Regions from separate parts of the Mus musculus genome. Here region 1 is linked to region 2. The links are chromatin contacts, called in public targeted proximity ligation maps. All regions are on one chromosome and are shown on one strand. The core of a region is the stretch at or near the end of the contact, and the rest is flanking DNA. Distances in the headings are between cores, read along the strand shown. Region 1 has its middle 61 kb from the start of Gm32143. Region 2 holds the start of Ankrd1 (ankyrin repeat domain 1 (cardiac muscle)).

What was found.
Region 1: a targeted proximity ligation map of embryonic fibroblasts shows a contact between it and region 2, with 8 read pairs. A contact is called at or near these places in 6 of 39 promoter capture datasets (the C10 cell line, the HPC-7 cell line, cranial neural crest and 3 more), 1 of 484 Hi-C or Micro-C datasets (bone marrow-derived macrophages), 9 of 130 datasets of targeted methods (the NIH/3T3 cell line, embryonic basal ganglia, embryonic fibroblasts and 5 more) and 3 of 9 other capture datasets (adipose tissue, liver and pancreatic islet).

Annotation. Positions count from the first base shown.
Region 1 is chr19:36,475,954-36,479,284 of GRCm38.p6, forward strand. No RefSeq gene overlaps it. Among named protein-coding and RNA genes, the nearest start is that of Gm32143, 61 kb to the right of the region's middle.
Region 2 is chr19:36,118,517-36,122,020 of GRCm38.p6, forward strand. It overlaps Ankrd1 (ankyrin repeat domain 1 (cardiac muscle)), which reads right to left and starts at 1,328. Exons shown (of 9, transcript NM_013468.3): 1 at 1,239-1,328; 2 at 703-882. The coding sequence starts at 1,265.

The DNA.
Region 1 (3,331 bases), core at 793-3,292, 360 kb after region 2:
CCTGATCCGACTGTCAGGCTCACTGGCTTGATCTTGATTGAGCATGCCTGGTGCTGCCAGTCCCAGCTGTGGTGAGTCCGTGAGTCCACAGTTCTGTCATAGCTAGAGGATATTCTTTCAAAACATTTTTTCTCCAGCCTCTGCCACTTGGAATCTCTCTCCTCTTCTGCAAGTGACATTGTTTGTCCCACTGGCTTGGTCATAAGTGCTGCACATTGTATACATTTGGACTAGAGTGTGACTTTGTTCCTCACTGAGCAGTGTCATGAACACTCGAGGACAGGACTACACACATGGTCACCCACAAGTAAACAGCTGAGAGGTGTTTCTTTCTCTTTTGAATCCAGAATTTAAAGGTAAAGAGGGGAAACCGGCAGAGAGTCTCTTTCCTTGGGACTAGGCAAAGAAGAGGAAAGCCGGGGAAATTCGGCACTTACCCACACAACGAGTGGAAGAAAGAGTATACTGGTCCTTTGGGAGAACATCCCTAGCAAGTAGAACCACCTGGGAACTCTTCCCGTCAAGATGTGTTAACTACACCTCGTCTCCTTGAATCTGGGCCTCTGTAAGTGACTCCGCTGCAAGTAAATCAAGGTAGCAGAAGCCATGAGACACGGGCTCTGGGACTGTCAGGCCACACAGCCTCTGCCATGTTCCCTCAGGTTACTTATTCTAGGGGAGCCTGCTCCTACTGCCATGCAAGAACCCTAGTGACCCTGGGACTTCTGTACCTCTGAAGCCATGCGCATGAGCTTCTGGCCAACAACAGCTCAACTGACTTTCCAGTCAACAGCCATTGCCAATTGCCAGCCACATACAGGAGCCAATGTGGATATCTGGTTCCATCAGCGAGCCACCATATGACTGCCGCCCCATGAGAGACACTGAGTCCTGCCAGACTGTTTCTAAATCTGACTCTCATGGTTTAATAATTAATTTCAACCACTAAATTTGGCAAGGACACACTGCGAATTAATAATAACATGGCCTGTTACCTCTGCAGGTTGGTATTCTACAAAGCCTATGAATTCTGCTTCTCTGTTCCCTAATCAGGGAATTGAGCCCTTTCTCAGTTTTCATAGCCAGAGTACAGAAGGACGGAGTAGCCCATCACTCCAACAAATTCTGGAGCCTGCACATGCATAGCCCACCAAGATGAAGGGGGCAAGTCCCTGCTTAATGAAGGCAAGAAAGACAAAACCTGCCTAAATCAAGAGCTGTAATTATCAGAGGCTTCAGCAAAGTGATGTTTCCTAGTTACTGAACAAAGACTTGGTTACTAGAAAGGTGCTGAAATTCTCCTCGGAAAGGAAATGAAGTGGGGGAAGAAAACCTTCACGGAAACATCTTGTGATTGAAGGCAGCTCCGCCCCCACACCGGGCTGCAATGCTGACTTCATCCCCTGCAACATCGCAGTGACTAATTTCTGACAATTACTCCAAACTTCTGAATATTCCCCCCAGCCAAGACAGCAGTAGGAAACCTTTCCATATGGCCAAATCTTTCCACAGTCGGTAGTGTTTACAGGATTCGTAAATTAGACCTTTCACTTGTATAAAGGGAGAGAATTGCGCATGGGACCGTTTTGTCCTCCCTCGCTTCGTTCCCTTCCATCTGAATCACGCCGCGTTCTTTGCGTGTGCCTGTCCTTGTCCAGCTGCAAAGTGGAGGCTTCTTGGAGTGTGCCCTTGTTGCGGACCCTGCTTTTTGCCATTCAACCCTCAGCACACTGGATTTGGCAGGAGCAGCTCGGACTGAGTGGCACTTTTTAAGAGATCTGTGCTATCATCACAGGTCATTTTTCTCCACAGCCTGGCATGCTAAACCAAGGGTACCCTGAAGCCAGGAGCTTCCATAACAGAGGTCTAATTCTCCGAGGAACTGCTAGTTGGCAGCTCCCTATGGCTGTTCCTGAAACTGGAAACTGTACTTGGGCACCATCACCACCCCTCCCCCCACCTGAGCAATCTTGTTGAGATGTGTTGGAAACTCGGAGGCGACAGTTTGAAAACTGTAGTCAGAGAAGCCACAAAGACATATCTACAGGTTACCACAGAGAGTAAAAGTTGGGTATGGAGACAAGTCTCCTTACACCCGTCCCACCCACACAACAACAAAAACACCTCAACTTTTTCTTGGTTTGCCTTTTTGGCATGAAATATTTCATTTCCAGAAAAAAAATTTTTTTTTCTAAAAACTGTTTGCAAACCCCTGCAGAGTAGAAAGAGGAGGAACTTTGGAGTCAAGGGGCCGCGGGCCTAAGCCCCATCCTTTACTAACTCTCACTGACTGTCTTCTCAATTCCTCTGTAAGATGAATGTAAGGATGCCAACTTCACAGGCACAGAGATCAAATGAGATGTAACCAAACTGCTGAGTGTGGTCTACTAGTTCAATAAATACCGAAATTCCGAGCTGTGAAGGGGCCAGTGTTTTGTCTCTTTGGAGGTAGGTTGTGTACACAGAAATGGGGTTCTTTGAGACATTTTTCACACAGTGCTATCCTTTCGGCTTGCTCCCATTGTCAGTGCTCCCCTCCCCCACACACTGTCTTCATTTCACCTTCCTCTTGCCCATCCCCCCACCTCCCAAAACATTCGCTGCCCTGCCCAGAGGATGAACACTTTCCATTATCCTTTCTTATTCCCCTCCCTCCCTATAAACCTAACCTTCCCCTCCTAGGCCCCTTTCCACCTGCATATCATATATACGATGCCCAAATTTAAACCGGATCCAAATTAAAGATCCAAACGTCAGATGGTCAATCATATGAGACCTAGAAAAGACTTCTTCCCATTCTGTAGACTGGCTCTTCACTCTGGACGGTTTCCTTTGCTGTCCAGGAGATTTTTAATTTCTTTCTTTTCTTTTCTTTCTTTTTTGTTTTTTGTTTTTTGTTTTTTGTTTTGGTTTGTTTGTTTGTTTTGTTGTTGTTGTTGTTGTTTCGAGACAGGGTTTCTCTGTGTAGCCCTGGCTGTCCTGGAACTCACTCTGTAGACCAGGCTGGCCTCGAACTCAGAAATCTGCCTGCCTCTGCCTCCCAAGTGCAGTGATTAAAGGCGTGTGCTACCACCACTGCCCGGCAAGAGATTTTTAATTTCAAGTGACCCCATTTATCAGTTCTGGGGATTATTTCCGGCTTAGGAGAATCCTTTTAGAAAGTTGTTGCTTGGGCTGGAGAGATGGCTCAGTGGTTAAGAGCACCAGACTGCTCTTCCAAAGGTCCTGAGTTCAAATCCCAGCAACCACATGGTGGCTCACAACCATCCATAAGGAGATCTGACTTCCTCTTCTGGAGTGTCTGAAGATAGCTACAGTGTACTTACATATA
Region 2 (3,504 bases), core at 78-2,577:
GATTTTATTTTCATTAAAGTATTTGGGGTCTAATTTTAATCTAAGTCATATTTACTTCCTTTGCTTGTAGAACTAGTCCTTGACTAATTGGTTAGAGGCACGACATAGTCTCTCAGTAATCATTTTGTAATTAGTACCATAAAGCCCAGATTTCTATAGAATTTGTTTTCTCATTCTCAAAAACTAACATATGTTTTAACCAAGGGTAGAAAATACAGATAAATTCACAAATACTGATGCCATTCTCCTTCACGAGTCTCTGAAACGGAGATTACTGCTGCACTTCTAAATTTGTGTTAGTAATCTACAAAAATTCAATAAATAAATTTCAATAAACATGGCAAGCTTATTCTATGACCCGTGGGCCACAACTCAATGTTATCAAAAAGAACAAATCGCCTTGGCTCAAATTGAGTAGGCAGTGTGTGATGTTGGAGCTTTTCTGGTTATCATTATCTGTCTGTCCTTTGATCAAAACGTGGTCATAGCACATTCAATCATTGATTCAACCCTCCACACAGGAGGAATCCAAAAGTAATTCCCCCAGTCATTTCCATGTGCACTGCTTCTTTGCATCATGCGCTTCATATCTGGTGAAAAGACATCTTTAGAGCAGTTTTTATTTGTTTTCCTCCTCTCTTCCCCTCTTCCTCAGGGACCTCCGTACCCCACTCCCACTAGGATTTTGTGGGAGGTCCTCACCTCTGCCTCTCGCAGTTTCTCGCTTTTCCGTTGTTCCTCCCCCTGCTTCACGCTGTTGGCCGGAAGTGTCTTCAGGTCCTCTTGCTTCTCCAAAGCAACAGCAGCTTCATATTCTCCATTTCTGAACTCCCCAGGAAGGAATTCCCCTGCGGCCCCATTGCTGTTCTTTTTGCCTGTTACCTGTATGTGAAGAAGATGTTGAAGTCAGAAGCAAAGCTACCCATCTTGGGGTAACTGTCCACAAACAATGCCACAGGAGGTCCTTCCTCTCCATCCAGCGACAGCCACCTTCAGGCGGTGCACTGTCTGGAGCATAGCTCCAGGTATCCCAGGTGCCTGCCTTCCTCTCACAATTAAGATGAGCATCAGGTTAGCACATGAAAATTCACTTTTAACCCACTCAACCCACTCAACCACCTTCTCTTAGGAAGTCACTAACGCCAACCCCACATTATTCCTGAGAAAGAAAAACCATCTGTATTTTCAAATAAAAGCCAAGATTAAAAAAAAAAAAAAAAAAAAGATGTTTTACATACCAGCTCCTCTACTCTCAGTACCATCATGTTGGCAGCCGTGAGTCTATGTTTTTCTCTCTTGTGGATGAACCCCTGGAACTGGCCCTGTGGAGCCCCTCCACACCAGCCCGTTATATAGCTAGGGCTGGGTGAGATAATCTTCCAGCCTGGGAAGCCAAGTCACACCCCTGCCCCCACCAGTGGCCAATTCAGAGGCAGGTGAATTTTCATTCCAGACTTAGTGTCTGGGAAGCCCAAGAGGGAGATGACAAGCTGGCCGCGGCGTATGCGAATCAGGAAGAAATGTGAGAGGGTCATTCCTTTGGCAGTGACCACACCGCTCAGCAATGCGAGTCATCCCACGTATCGGGAAGCCAGGGGACAGCTGCCTGTTAATATTGCACCACATCGCTGCTCTTTTTCCTTCTTTGTCAGCTCTCATATGACTAACGTATCAAGAAAATGCAAGCACTGTGCATCACACTTACAGCCATATCTTTCTGATAACTGGACTTATCAGCACTCCAGTTGGCTGGGAAGTGTTGCTTTGGGACATCCTATTTCTGGGGATAATCAGCCCGAGGGGAAGGAGATGGGTCTGGGTGCCACTTGTCTCTATCTGTTTGGAATTCTCTGGAGTGATGTCTGCAGCTAAAATGGCCCTGTGACATGCCATCGTACCAGCATTAGGAGAAATTGAAAGCATTCAGTAATGCACTTTGACTCTATGGTGTCACTGGCCATAATTAGTGCACCACAGGCTCACCGTGTTCTAAATCTGAAGGCTAATCAGAGGATCTACCCCAAAACGGGCCGAAGTGATGCACAGAGAGATGTGAGTCCAGTTCTTAGCAGAAGCACAACTTGGATGCTGTCAGTAAAGTTTCCCAATGCTGTGGGAAAAGCTTAAGAGAGCCCGAGAAAAATGTGCGTCTGAGGCTGGAGACTCATGGGCTAATGATAGAGCATCTGCCTAGATACACGGGGCTCTCGTGTTCTATTCCTAACACGGAAACAAAAAGGCCCCAAGCTTTGCTGTTGAGAGAGGCAAAAATACTTGTTTCTGGCTTGTCATCGCTAAGATATTAAAATGTGAAAAATATAAATATTTAGATCTTTTTATAGTTCGAGGAAAGATTCTATCGTAAGAGCCACATAAAATACTTTTTTTATTTTTTATGAAAGAGGAGAGTGAAGGGGGTGTCAGTAGAAGAGGGAAGTGTTAATTAGGGTGTTGTGTATGTTTGTTATGCTGGCCATCATATATCTGTCTCTCCTCACTCACCCTTCCATGAACATGGGGTAAGAACCCCCACCCCACTTCAGCTGTTCAACCAGCAAATTGTGTTTCTAGAATCTTCAGTACAAGACATTGCCCTGAAAACCAACACACTAATACCTTGTCCTTCGTGGGTTCCCCTCTCCTAGTGTTCTCTCTGTCCTATCTGTCCTGAGACGCTATCAATGGATAACTGTTGGTCTTCTCGTTTTCATGGTTAACACTATTTTCTTTGACCTCTTGAAGTGACAAGCAGCTATGGCAGCTTTTCTCATTCCTGTGGCCGTTTGTTCCAGGCCTGACTCAGAGCTAAGGGGGGCTGAGAGTTGAGACCTTTCCTTTGAGGAAGGACTCTGGGCTGCTGAGCAGTCTTGAATCTCTGAGTATTTTGTGCCTCCCTAATTCAAGCAAGGCCAAGGATCTCGATTCACAGAGATGACACCTAGACACAGAAACATTAGGCTACTTGCTATGGATGCAGAGCTAGAAGGTGAGGTTGCGTCTTCGCTCCACCCACGATGCGTCTTGGCTCCACCCATAAGAAGCAGACCTGGTACATACAGTTCCTACTCAGACTTACTAAGAGCCCCAGCAGAACAGCTGAAAGGCTTTCTGTGAACACATCACTTTGAAGAATGAAGAATGGACAGAAAGGCTTTCCCAAACCTTTCCCCACCCAGGTGATTTTTCTCTAGAACAGTGTGGCGGCCTCATGTTGTGGTGACCTTCAATCATAAAATTATTTCATTGCTATTTCATACCTGTAATTTTGCTACTGTTACGAATCGTAATGTAAATACCTGACATATAGGATAGATGATATGTGACCCCTGTAAAGGGTCGTTTGATTCCCCCAAAGGGGTCGAGGCCCCCAGGTTGAGAACTGCTGCCCTAGAATCAGGCTGATCCTGAAAGAGAAGCTCCAGGAAATTCCCAATGAGCACCTTGTAGAGGATGGGGCTTGCAGAAGTGTTGGGATGGGCTGAGTTTCACAAACGGACTAGACTA